Linked DNA regions of Mus musculus: region 1 is linked to region 2. A link is a contact called in public promoter capture Hi-C data. All regions are on one chromosome and are shown on one strand. The core of a region is the stretch at or near the end of the contact, and the rest is flanking DNA. Distances in the headings are between cores, read along the strand shown. Region 1 overlaps Dnajc13 (DnaJ heat shock protein family (Hsp40) member C13). Region 2 overlaps Acad11 (acyl-Coenzyme A dehydrogenase family, member 11).

Region 1 (6,712 bases), core at 2,278-4,777, 160 kb after region 2:
ATTAACCAAAAGCTACTACTAGACTCAAGAGGAATCCATCATGCTTCCATCAGAGACAGGGTAACCAAGTGCACTGAAAGAGCCTACAATATTTAGGGGTCTGTGCCAGCGCCCTTGGCTACCCTCCAGCCTGACAGTGAAGCCCTCTTGCTGAAGACACTTTGAACTTGAGCCAATAGAACATGGAAATATCAAGCTGGTGCTGACCCGGAAGCTTCCAGAGTGTCTCGAGGTGCCGCACACACTCCAGGGGAGAAACAGCAAGCATCAATCTTACCCAGCTGTGACTGTGTAAGCCACAGTGAGAGGTGGCCGGGCAAGAAACGCCCACTGGAACAGAGTGGCCCAACTGTCACAGGAGTAACACAACTACCTTCTAAGTGGATTTAAGACCCACTCTGCAACATGAAACCAAGAACTGAGACTAGCCAAGCCATAGGTTCTAGAGGGGAACCTACTACTGTTATCCTACTAAATGGGCAAACTAGTAAACTGACTCCTAATGACGGAATCTTACACCGATAGATTAGTGCCATCCCTCAACCCTCCTCAGAGAAGCTTCTATTCGAAGAAGATGGTGAGTAACACAGGATCCACAATGGATTACGGTGCTGAGAGCAGGAGACTGGAAAGCTCAGCCCCAAATGACACAGGTATATCAAAGCTCCTTCTCGAAAGGGCCTGCGGTCATTGTGGGATAGGGGTGGAAAGAAAGAGCCAAAGGTGGGGAATGGCTCTAAGGAAATGGTGTCTTCCAGATTCAACAGGTCAGCTTCACATATCAACTCACAGAAATTGTGACATATACAAGACCTGTGTAAGCTCAAGCCATACCAAATCCCAATATGGAGAGCAGAGATGGGCATCAATGGGGGCAGAGATGCCCCCACCCCCATCCAAAGAAACCACTGCTAATTAATAGCTGCTGAGAAAAGGAGTCAGCTTTCTTCACGAGCACAGCCCTTGGTAACCAACCATAGTGTCAATGAAGGGCACATATCCAAGAATATATAAACAACACAAACTGGACTTCATGGGCATTAAAAACAAACAACATAATTTCTTCATTGTCCATTTTTTCTAATCAGTATACCATATAATAATAATGTCAAAGTTATTTCCATATGGGCAAAAAGAAAATGAGCCGGGTGTGGTGGCACACGCCCCAGCACTCGGGAGGCAGAGGCAGGCAGATTTCTGAGTTCGAGGCCAGCCTGGTCTACAGAGTGAGTTCCAGAACAGCCAGGGCTACACAGAGAAACCCTGTCTCGAAAAAAACAAACAAAACAAAACAAAACAAAACAAAAACAAAACAAAAACAAAAAAAGATAGGATGTGAATTTTTTATCATGGATAAAATTCATACTGTATTTTTCCCCAAAATGTTTAAGTCTAAAGTAGAACAAGAAACTAAAGAATGAAAACTTCTTTCTTCAAACAACATATTTCTCCCTAAGGTGAAGTCAGTGACTAGTGAAGTAGGCAAAGACTTCTCTCCACAGCTAGACATAAAACAGCAAAGAATTAGTCAATTAATGGGAACTAAAAGAAACACGTGGTTCTATAACTGATATTTGACCTGAAATATAAAATGAAATCATATGTTCAACAGAAATAATTCAAAAGTTATTTTCTAGAATCTTCTTTGAGTATGAAAAATCAGACTTTCTGCAATCCAGAAGGCAACACGCACATGCCCGTGCAAGCGCGCGCACATGCATGCACGCACACATACATGAACAAACCAAGACTGCAAAATTGATTTCATTTGTGAGTGAAGAGAACAGCAATTACAGGTCTAAAAGTGTCCCAAGAGTCAGCTGCCGTGTGCTTTATCTGAGGACCTGCTAAGAATGTTTACTTCTGTGTGTTCTTCTCACCTTCCTACCTTACCAAGCCCTTTCCAACCTCTGCATCAATCTTAACTGATGTTAGTGCTTACGTCTATATTTTTTGTGTTGTGTAATATTTCAATATATGTGTGTATTATGTAAAGCTCAAGCCAGAGTCTACACATCCATCTCCTGAACATCTGTCATAGCTTTCCACTGAGAATCCTCCTGGTTGTTTTGAAATACTGTTATTGTGAGCTGTGCACTACAACTCCTGAGGCAGGGAGAGCAAGCCACGCCTCATGTGTGCTACACAAGTGCTCTACACTGATGTCTTTTCCCTAAGTGTCCACCGACGGGCGGTTTCTCATTCTTCCCCCCTCGTAAACCTGTGGTAAAGTACCAGTATGTTTTCAACTTTCACAAGACAAACGTTTTAAGACTCTACCTGTCTGAGCTCCACATAGTACCCACCTTTCTTCTATGCCTGGCTTACTGTGATCTTAGTTCTATTCATGTCACAAATGACAATTTCATTCTTTTTACACCTGAATGATATCCCACTGTGTGTACGCACCACCACACTTTGTACATCTGTCAGGGTACTTACAATGTACCATTCCTGGGCTTGTGTGAATAGTTGTAAAATTAAGCATGAGAGTGAAGATGTTTATTTATTTATTTTTAAATTGTCTCTTTTGTTTATATACCCAATAGTAGTTTATCTGTATCCTATAATAGTTTTGCTTTGGCGTTTTTAAAGACCTCTCTTAAGTATCCTACGTTACATTCCAACCAACAGTCTAAAGGCCACTTCCTATCTGTCGTCCCCAGGACCTGCCTTTAGTCTTCCTGGTGATGCCATTCTTAATAAGGTGAAGTGACACCTTGCAGTTTCACTACATTTCCCTGATGATTAAAGACCCTGAGCATTTTTTCACACGTGTGGTCATCTGCATGTTTTTAAAATGACTATGTAGTGCTTTTGTCCCCAGCTTTTTGTCTGTTTGGCTCCTGGAGTTCCTTCCAGGTTCTGACTATTAGCCCCTGGTCAACTGAATAATTTGCAGGTGACATTCTCTCACTCTGGAGCGCGTCCCCACTTGCTCTGGTTCAGTAGCAGGCTTCCAGTTTGATGGCATGTGTTTATTTTGCTTTCTTTTCCTGTGCTTGAGAGTCTTGTTACTCTATCCTGCCCCCCCCCCCCAAATCTTAGCCATTTCAATACCTTAAAATATTTCTGTGTTTTCTTCTCAACATTTTGGTTTAGGCCCTGTATTGGGATTGGTTTTTCGAACTGGTGAGAGGTGAGGGTGTAGTATCATCATCTGTGTCTTTGTGTACATCCAACTTTCCCAGCACTAGCACTGTAAAGGCCATCCCTCCTCAACTCACCACCGCCATGGATGCTAGGTCTACACTAGCCTCTACTCGGCTCCAAAGCTCTGCTTTACCCAGGGCCATGCTACTTCAATCTCTACAGCTTTGTTCAATGTGGAGTAAGCTACATAAGACCTCTTGCTTTCTTTTCCCTCAGGGAGGCTTTAGCAACCTGGGGTTTTGTGGTCGTTTTATTTGGATTTGAGAATTTCTTTTTACGTTGTGAAGAAAAGAAAAAGGCATCTCTTCTCTTGTCCAGCTTGCTCCTGAACATAAGCATAACAAGTTACCGGCTTCACTGTCCTCCTCTCCTCCCCTCCCCTCACCCCCATCCTGCTCTGGGGTCAGTCACCATGACTGTCTCTAATATGAGCATCTGTCACTGAATTTCACAGGCCAAATGTCAATTTTCTACTAGTACTGTGCTTAAAATCCTGTTTGGATACTAAAGTCCCATTCAAATTTATAGCATCTGCTCTGCCAACAAATACTGGAGTGATCCAGGAGAAGTCCATCCTCGTAGATTCCATCTAGAAAAACCAACATGTGACTCTGAAGTTCCCACAGTGGATCTGCACTTCCACTTTAGCTGAACATCTGTTCCTTCCTTCCGGCCTTAAGTGGCTTGCTTAACCCAAAGAGGACATTTTTTTCATGGAAGAAAAGTGCTTTTACTCTCTGTAGTCTCCCTTTCTTGTTCCCAGAAGAAACATGTAATTAAATTATGTATGGACTTCCCGAGTGGGAGAAACAAGTAGAGAAGAAAGCTGCTTTGCCAGCCCGTGGACTAGACTCACAACAACCCTTTACTCATAAAAGCAGGAAGCACCTGCAAGTGAGGCCCGGTGGGACCGCACAAAGATACAGAAATGGGTCACGTGACATCTCTGAGGCACAACCTGGAAGGTTATCTCTAAGTGAGGCCCGTGAAGAGAAAGCAGAGGTACGTATTCATTTGATTGCCACAATCAGTAAATTTCCCCAGATGGAATAGCAATGTGTATGTGTCTAGAATCTCTTAAAACAGGCCCCAATTCTTAAAAAAAAAAAAAAAAACAAAGAAAAGAAAAAATATCACATGGAGAATGTATTGTATAAATACATTTTTAGAGAGAAGGTTCAACTAGGAATTAAAAATAAAATTTTGATTCATGGCTGGGTAGTGGTGGCACACGCCTTTAATCCCAGCACTTGGGAGGCAGAGGCAGGCGGATTTCTGAGTTCCAGGACAGCCTGGTCTACCGAGTGAGTTCCAGGACAGCCAGGGCTACACAAAGAAACCCTGTCTTGAACCCCCCCCCCACAAAAATAATAAATAAATAATAAAATTTTGATTCGTGTTTTAATTTTTTTATGTTAAGACTGTTGAAGAATATTTTAAACTCAGATTCAAATTGGTCAGAAAATAAATAAGAACAATGGATTTTAGTGCTGCACGATGCACACAGCAAACTGAAACCACTGAGAAAAGGGGATTGAAAAGAAAACCCTGTTGAAAGGAACCGCCAAGTAAGTGGAAGGTCTTCTGTTTATGGGTGGGAAACATTAGCTCTGCCGAGTCAACGCCACTAAAACCCCAGCCACTTGCAGTGAGATTAACAATTCTCTGAAAAAGTGATACAGCAGTACAAGAAATGCAGAATAGTCAACATTACTCTGAGGTTGCAGCCTCATACCTCCCTGTCTCAAAGGGTAGAAAACTACATTAAATCAAACCAACACATTAGGGACTTTATCACAGATGGGTATCCAGATCAATGGAATCAAATTGAGAATTCACATTTTGGCAAGGGTGTCAAACATTCAATGGGAAAAGAATGGTCTTTTCTTTTCAACAAGTGATTCAAGTATATGTAGATCTTCATTGCACACCACATAAAATTAATTAAAATTAAAGTTATAGAAGTCACAAAAGGAAATCCATTGTAACCTTAGATTGCTTCTTACAAATGACAAAAAGAACAAGAGACACAAAAGAAGACAAGATGGATTTCATGAAAATTAAAAACTGTGTACTTTTATACAATGGCATCAGGAGAGTTGGAAGGCATCCCTCAGCACTGGAACAATACGTGCCAAACACTGATCTAGGATAGGATTTGTGTTTAAAGTAAAGAATTTCTATAGCTGAGCAATCGGAGAGAGAACTTAATTAAAAATGGGTGAATGAGATTCACACCACCTTGTAAACACCAGTTTTCTCTAACTATGCTCAATGAAATTATGAGAGAATACACACACAGTATTCTACAAGGGTAGAAACTATACTCCCTAACATATAAGTTCATAAAGCAAGAAATTAACAGTTAGTGAGTTTGCTAAGGTAAGTCAGAAGCACTAGTGTTCCAACATTGGCCTACCCAAGAAGCCACCACACCATCAACCAAACCATGAAAAGCGAAGCGTAAGAACAAAAGCTATGCAGACATGTTGTGTTTTACCCATGACCCACCTCAGAGAACTGTGGCCTGCAGAAACCTGTCTGTCCAAGGGAGACACTCAGACTCACTGGTCAGTGCTTCTCAGAATATGCTGCTTTTCTAACAGTCAAGGAGCTCCAGTCAGTGACTATCAATGTATGTAAGGCCTAATTTCATAGCCTTCATTCACTCTACACCACCTCATTAACTCTTCACAATAATCTATGGGGAACGAATTGCCATCACCCAATGGGGAGGGAACACACAAGGACATCTTGGTCCAACTAAAACAAATATAAACATGAAATGATATTGTTTCCATCCAAGAAAAAAGTTCTAATAAAAATTTTTATTCAAATAAATAATTAAATAAACACAGCTTATTGCAGAGGCAAACGGTTGCTTCACAGGCCAGCCTCTGGCAATGCAGCAGGAACACTGGAGCAACCCAAGCCCTACCCCTGCACTTTCTCTTGTTAACTTTTCAATTTTTTAAGGAAAAACCTAGAAAGATCAAAAGAAAAGGAGACGCCAGGCAGTGGTGGTGCACGCCTTTAATCCTAGCACTTGGGAGGCAGAGGCAGGCAGATTTCTGAGTTCGAGGACAGCTTGGTCTACAGAGTGAGTTCCAGGACAGCCAGGGCTGCACAGAGAAACCCTGTCTTAAAAAACCAAAAAAAGAAGAAGAAGAGAAGGAGGAAGAAGAGGAGGAGGAGGAGGAGGAGGAGGAGGAGGAGGAGGGACAGCAATGCATTTCCAATGTGGTACGGACATTTAAAATGTGTGCACAGCTTTCCAGCAGAGACAGCCCAAGAGCACTGATGGGCTGGGCCTCACCATCAAAGAACTGACACTGGACTGAAATGATTCTTTATGAAGCTCAGAAAAGTAAAAGCAAAGAATACTTACTTTCCCCTCCATGAGTGCTTGGTTGTGTAGAAACATGCCAGATCCTTATTTTCCCTAATTATGTTCATTTTGTGCTGAAACCTGGAAGACAGAGGTACACATTCCCTTAGTACAGTGTTGCATGGTCTCACTTTTCCTGACTCCCTCATAGCAAGGGACAGCACTCCTCAG
Region 2 (7,249 bases), core at 1,687-4,186:
GAGCGAGCTAGAGCAGCTCCCTGTATTGTTCCACTTTTTGTCTGCTTGGTGGAGTTCCAGATGGAGAGCCCAGCTCACCTTATCAGTCCATCTGATTCTTATGAATGCACACTTAGTCAGAGCCTGCCCACCACATGCCCGTGCCTGCAACCAGCCCAAGATTCCAAGGACAAGCCTAGATTGGCAGAGGGAAGAGAGGGGCTTTCTCTTTCATCTGTAAATGCTTTCTCTTTCATCTGTAAATGTGACACTGCAGCAGGGAAGGGAGGGGTCAGAGTGAGGTTGCAGTGCCTCTGAGCCCAGTGCCACTCAGCTGTTAAAATATGTGCGAAGAGTTCACAGTAAACATAAAAACAAACAAAACCCAGGCAGACTGTAGAAAGTGAAGGTTGTCCAAGCTTGTGTGGTAAGGACAGCCACTTGGTGTTGGCAGAGCTTTTAAATCTATGTTCCCACATTGATGGCATGCACTATGTCTTCATTCAAGTACTTGTAACAACCTGTGTAGTTTTATCCTGTAGATGATCAGAACAGTTCATCCCCAGCTGCAGGACATAATTTGGAATGATCTGTAGAGAAGTAAATAGATTTTCTCAAAATAAAAGAGGGAAAACATTAAATTTTTTTCAATGTTATTACAACTGAGGTGCCAAACCAAAATGGGCGTGTCTAGAAAATAATATTCTGTCATGCACTGCAGCAGCGTCTAACATTGTGTACCTTGAGCTACTGAAATTCTTGGTGGCTTTTTGTTTATATTTTTATGTATTTTCCATAACAAGAAAAAAAATAAGATTGGCAGGGCTATTTCTGTGAGCTTTTGGAACTCCCCAGGTAGCCTAAAATGAACACATAACCCATCTCTGAAACTGTACCACGCCAGTTCTTCCTTTTGAAAACCAGTGAAGAACACTAGCACTCCGATTCGGGCAGAACAAGCAACATGGTGTAGGGGGCACACACAGGCCATAGTGGTGACGTTACCAGAGTTCAAGGGAGTCTCTTCATGGTCACCAGATGATACGGGTAAATGCAGGGACCCTTGTGGAGTTCCTGGTCTCATTATTAAAAGACTTTAAGAAGTGGACTCAAATGGAAGCTTGGGGGCAGTGTTATTATACCTACAAAGGAAGGGACCCATGGCAGTCACGTTCTAAGTCTCAGGAGCTTCTCAGAGGGGAGAAGAAAAGCTAGGCCATGACACACTTAAGGAATAATTAAAGTCACCACATGGCACCGGACAGCCACATGGCAGGGAGGGAGGCTGTAGACAGAGAAGAGTAAGGAAACAATGTGCCAGAAAAAGTGGCCAGCATCCAAAGTGAAGGAACGGGGAAAGTTGAGTCAGAAAGATGGGCAGACCAAGCTAAACCCCAAGGTGGCTCAGCTCACGGGAATCTGGGCTAGGGGCAGTTAATTCTTGGAAGGAAAAGTATAGTATTTCATGAAAGGAGTAATTAGTAGTTACTCCTCCTATCTCTTTAGCATGGCTTAAGATGAACCCACCCTTCTCGGGCATGTAAACACAGGTAGGATTTGGTTCTCAGAACTGTAGCGTCATAATGAGGTAGGCAGAATGAGGACACCATAAACATCTTCCCTAATATACTCATTACCAAACACAATGAATGGCACTGACCTTCTATGGCCCCCTAGGAACAGGCATAATATGCAGCCCCAAACAGAAAGCCTAGCGATTTCCCTGACAGATGTGACAAGCGCCCTCCATCCTGGAGCCTTTGAAAGTGCGAGCCTCTGCCTTGTACATTGCTGGACCCCAGACAAGCCTTGCTTCCCTAAAAGGAACATGGTAGTCAATTGCCAAAAGCAGTGTAGTTTGGGAGAATAATCTACAATAACCTGATGATTCACACCAAAAGCTTTGACAGTTCCCATGACCTTTAACCCCATGATTCTTTTAGCTGACGTGTAGAGAGAGTAGTTGATAAAGAGATGCTGTAAGTATTTATAACTGCATCTCTAAGCTTTTGTAGAACTATCATCCCCTATTTCTATTGTACTCTTTCAGTTGTACAAAGCAGAGGTTACTATTCGGCCTGAACAGTGTAATTTAGACTTTCCCACTTTGTTATTACTTTATCGTTCATTCTTGCAACTCAGATGTTTCTCTTGGAGCCGAGCTGCTTTGCTGAGAGTCTGCGGGAGCTTTTGTGGCTGCCCTTTGGTTGGTGTTTGCTTTGTTTTGTTTTTGAGGGGATAGGTAGTACCTTGCCTATTGATGATACTTTTATTTTGTCCTAAATCTTTAATGTTTTGAGACAGGGTCTCCCTAATTAGTTCAGTCTGGCCTCAAACTCATGATCCTCCTGCCTCAGCTTCTCGAGGGCTAAGATGATAGGTACGGGTGCCGCCACCAGCAGCAGCAGCAGCCAACAGTTTGGGATATGAATTCCAGGTTGTTAATTACTTTCTCTCAGGAGTTGAAGATTTCACCCTTCAGTTTCCTTTTGACCTTGTAATTACATTTGTTCATTTATTTGGGGGGGTTGGTATGCATATTGAAGTCGGATCTGCGGGATCGAACTCTGGTCACCGCCAGTCTTGGCAGCAAGTACCCTTCCCCTCTGAGCCGTCTCACTGTCCTCTCCCATTGCTAGCTTCATGGTTGCCGTGGAAGTAAGCACTCAGTCTCCTGGGTCCGGCATATCCTTTTTCACTCACACTTTTCTTCTCTCAAGTTTCTGAACTAAGTAATTGCTTTAGCTCTTCCTGCCGTGTTGTTCAGTTCTCCATAGTCTAACTTTGGAGAGTGTGAAAAATGTCCAGAGAGCCCTTAAAGAAGAAAGGCCCAGACTCAACAAAGGACTGTAGGTGCTCGCCTGCTCTGTTGGTCCCCAGGGCCTCCCCGGGGGGCAGGAGAAGCTTCCGGTCCCACCAGCCTTTAAGAAGCTGTACTGGAGCTTGCCAGCGGTAGCCTTCTTACGGTTCATTGCCAAGGCTTCCGTTTCCTTGGCTTGCTTCCCAAGTTTGTTTTAGTAGCCCATTGTCAATCTTGTAATTCCTTTCTTTCTTTTTGGAATCTACTCACCACAACTATTTTATGCTGTGAATGTAAGCAATATCTGTGGCTGTAAGGAAACACGGCTGTTTTGCTGATTCTTGCCTGTGGTGGCTGGTTTCCTGCAGCGATTAGGGATTTTTCAGGATGGACTGTGGAGTGAATTCTTTTTTTTTTTTTTTTTCTGAAGGAGTCACATGAGTTTTTGTACCAAACTCTTTCCTCTAGAAGGGCTGGTTTAGTTCTGGACAGCTGTTTGGGGCCACTGCTGGCAGGACATTGTAAACTTAATTTGGGTGTGAGGTTTGAGGGCCGCTCAGGTCTGGCATTTAGATCCCAGGCTTGGATGAAGGCAGGTTTCTGAGCCTGACATTTCTCTCTTCTGTTTCACTGCAAACGGAGAGCTGTGTGAAGGCTTTCTCCCCAGGCTGTGCCTCCAAAGGTGCAGATTTTCTGTGTGTTTCTCTGTTCTATTTGTTCCCTCCTTGGGTTTCACTTCTCAAGCCTCCTGGCTTTGATGGAACCAAAGTTCCAAATGCTCTGTCCAGCCCCTGGCCTTATCATGAGCCTGTGCCCGACTGATGTGGCCCATTGAGAACCAAGGCCTAGGTCAGCCTCCATAGCCCAGAGGACAAACTTTAGTTCCCATCCTCCTGCCTGCCTGAAGGATGAAGCTGTTTTGTTGTTTTCTTCCAGAACAACTGTGCATTACTTAATATATCTTCAACTGGTAACACTTCACCCAGCCTTTTTTTTTTTTTTTTTTTTTTTTTTTGAGACAGGGTTTCTCTGTTTAGTCCTGGCTGTCCTGGTAACTCACTTTGTAGGCTGGCCTTGAACTCTGAAATCTGCCTGCCTCTGCCTCCCGAGTGCCGGGATTAAAGGCCTGTGCCACCACACCCGGCCTCACCCAGCCTTTTTAGTTGAGAGGTTTCTATGCCCACTGTGTACCATGTTGCTGGAGACAGAATATGTAAACCTTGGGAATCAGATTATTACTGTCTATTACTGTCTAATATCGAGGCAGAATAATTTTTTTTGTTTGGTTTTTCAAGACAGGGTTTCTCTGTGTAGCCCTGGCTGTCCTGGAACTCACTTTGTAGACCAGGCTGGCCTCGAAGTCAGAAATCTGCCTGCCTCTGCCTCCCGAGTGCCGGGATTAAAGGCCTGTGCCACCACGCCCGGATCAGAATAATTTTTGATGAACAAATATTTAGAAGTTTTTTTATTCTGCACCTATTAATAAAAAGAAACATTACTAACCAGGATGGTGACACATGCCTGTAATCCCAGCGCTTAGGCAGCTGATGCAGAATTAGGAGTTCCAGCCCACACATATTTGAATGCGCCAGCACACGCGAGCGCGTGCACACACACACACACACACACACTCATGGTTTTCATGACATTGTGGCTTTGTACTAACTTGGTCTAATCATTTTCTCTTCACTGTCTTAAGGAAGTAGCTGAATACTATGCTCAAAGTGGAAACTCAGCGGAAAAGTGGGGACACCCCTTAGTGATCGAAAAACTAAAGGTAAGAGAGACAAGAAGGCACTCAACATGGGGAGCTGCATGTTTGGGGGCCCTTAATTATCATCGTCATGTAGATAAAGGATAACCTCAATGATAATAACTTTTCCCTTTTCTTTATGGTCTTGATACATTGATCAGGCTGGACTCAACTCGTGGCAGTCCTCCTGCTTCTGCTGCCCAAGTGTCTGGATGATAGGCATGATACCTCATGCTCCAGGAATAACTCTTTTTTTGGGGTGTTTGTTTTGGTTTGTTTTTTGTCTCTTGTTTTTCAAGACAGGGTTTCTCTGTGTAGCCATGGCTGTTCTGGAATTTGATTTGTAGACCAGGCTAGCCTCAAACTCAAAGAGACCCACCTGCCTCAGTCTCCCAAGTGCTAGGATTAAAGGCATATAACACTATGTCTGGCCATCAGAAATAACTTTCTTAAAAATACAAGGTTTTTTAAAATCTGGGTTTTTAAAAATCTTATTTGTTTGTGGTGACCCACACCTGTAATTCAGCTAGCACTTGGGAGGGGAGCTGAGGCTGAAGGTGGAGGATTGCTGCAAGTTAGAGGCTAGCCTGGGCTACATAGTGAGCCAGAGCTGCTGTATGAGTTCCTTTGTGGATAGAAAGGAAGCAAGTGGGGTGAGGGGAGGGGAGGGGAGGGGAGGGAAGGGGAGGGGAGGGGAGGGGAGGGGAGGGGAGAAAAGAGCGACTATCAGACCTGTCCTACTTGGCCTCCTGACTGTGGCTCTGATGCACTAGTCTCATTATGCTGCTCCTTGCTCACCATCTCTGAAGTGAGCTGAAGCCAGAGCAGGCTGTGGGACACAGAAGCTGGGCTCTGACTTAGTGGGAGAGCTCCTCTCTTGTCCATGCAAGGTCCTGGGTTTGTCCAGCAAGGAGCAAGGCCAAGCAGGACATTTGTGCAGTATGGTGTCAGGTCACATGCAGGTAACATGTTTTCAGATCTTAACCTGTAATGCATGTAAGATTTACACTCAAATGTGTGTGTGGGGGTCGTTGTAACCATTCTGTCTGAATGAGAAGCGTTTAAGTGTGCAAATGTAGTTTTAGAGCCAAGACTAAGGGAGCCTGGAAAGCAAGACATTTCCTTAATTATTAAGCAACTGCTGACTTTCAGTGAGTTGCTATACAATGAAATAACATCCTTAAATGCTTTTATATTTCAAAAAGCATTACCACCAATAACTGTTTAAAATAACCTACTTTGTTTGGTAAATTGTAATCACTTGTCCATCCCCTTGACAGGAAATAGCCAAAGCAGAGGGCCTGTGGAATTTGTTCTTGCCAGCTGTGAGCGGTCTCAGCCAGGTGGACTATGCCTTGATTGCTGAAGAGACAGGAAAATGCTTTTTTGCTCCAGATGTTTTTAACTGCCAAGCACCAGGTGACTACACATAGTGTTCTTTAACATTTTGAACAGGGTCTAAAATCTTTTTTTAATAAGGAAGGTTTTCCTATACAAAGTCATTCCCGAACAAACGTGAGCATAGTTTCACAGCTACTCCAAATGCAGTATACAAGTGGAGTTGAGGTCCTCAGTGGGCTGTTCTTTTAATCAGCATCATTACATTAAGACTGCCAGTAGCCAGAAGTAGCCACCAAGAGGACTGGCTATGTAAACACCCCACTTCCTGGTTGGGGTTGGGTATTTCTATAGCTAGTTAAACTCCCAGTCTCTCCATTGTGTGAAACTTTTTCCCAGAAGGCTGCCTTTGTTTCTGTCAAGGGCTCGCAGCCATGTTTCCAGAACACTGTAAACTCAAATGGCAGAATTTCCTATAATGCCCTGTTCAAGGGACTCAGAACTGCCTTTTATTATATGGCTCTGGTGTGAAGGCTTTCCCCAGAAGAGTTGGCACCATGTTGAACCAACAGAAGTGGGTATGCAAGTGTAGTGGATCCCAGAGAGGAGTCCAGGCTTAGCAAAGTGGCTCATGCTAAACTGACTCCCTTGTGTGTAAAATTCAGGTCAGTTGATAGGCTTCTAGAAGATAGTGCTTATTCCTGGCAAAGTCTCCCTTCTGTCTGCACCAATTTCTCAAGTCTCTGCTGCCCTGCACTGTAATCGGTCAAGAGGCTATCTATGGTAAGAGAAACGTGTCCTCAGTGTCCTAAGATCTTACCCCAAACCTTCCATGCTGTTAGGACACACTGCATATGCTGTGTGATTTTATATAAAAGGAAATGAACTGGAAATCCTGAAGTTCAAAGCTTTTTTCCCTACTCTTCCTAATAAGACATGCCTTATGTTGCCACCCAATATGTAGCATGTAGGTAGATGGATACATATTCCTCCTATATTATATTATATATATGTAATATATAACATATATAAATATATATTATGTTTATCTAACACAAGTCTCATGAAACTACCTTTCCTTACTACATGTGACATTCAGATGTCTTCTTTTTTTTTTTTTTTTTTTTTGGTTTTTCTGAGACAGGGTTTCTCTGTGTAACCCTGGATGTCCTGGAACTCACTCTGTAGAGCAGGCTGGTCTCGAACTTAGAAATCTGCCTGCCTCTGCCTCCCGAGTGCTGGGATTAAAGGTGTGCGCCACCACCGCCTGGCCAGATGTCTTCTATACCTAATGTATTAGTTTTGTTCTGTTTTTAGAGTGTGTTAGACATATTCTACTATGTAGAGTTGTGGCACAGTAATGGGTCAAGCATAATGTG

What was found. Capture Hi-C pulls out chosen DNA fragments and counts their contacts.
Region 1: a contact with region 2 is called in a promoter capture Hi-C map of adipose tissue. The contact joins two enhancer-like sites. A contact is called at or near these places in 2 of 39 promoter capture datasets (3T3-L1-derived adipocytes and hippocampal neurons), 1 of 484 Hi-C or Micro-C datasets (epidermal suprabasal cells) and 3 of 9 other capture datasets (adipose tissue, liver and pancreatic islet).

What each region holds. Positions count from the first base shown.
Region 1 is chr9:104,240,219-104,246,930 of GRCm38.p6, forward strand. Dnajc13 (DnaJ heat shock protein family (Hsp40) member C13) reads right to left here. Exons shown (of 56, transcript NM_001163026.1): 2 at 6,542-6,622. The coding sequence starts at 6,609. Among named protein-coding and RNA genes, the nearest start is that of Dnajc13, 19 kb to the right of the region's middle. Within about 2 kb of position 3,528, at least 57 of the 459 cell types and tissues checked have an H3K27ac peak or open chromatin away from gene starts, as enhancers often do. A contact at or near this core is called in adipose tissue, where this site is marked.
Region 2 is chr9:104,085,780-104,093,028 of GRCm38.p6, forward strand. Acad11 (acyl-Coenzyme A dehydrogenase family, member 11) reads left to right here. Exons shown (of 20, transcript NM_175324.4): 10 at 4,479-4,556; 11 at 5,813-5,951. Among named protein-coding and RNA genes, the nearest start is that of Acad11, 26 kb to the left of the region's middle. Within about 2 kb of position 2,937, at least 46 of the 459 cell types and tissues checked have an H3K27ac peak or open chromatin away from gene starts, as enhancers often do. A contact at or near this core is called in adipose tissue, where this site is marked.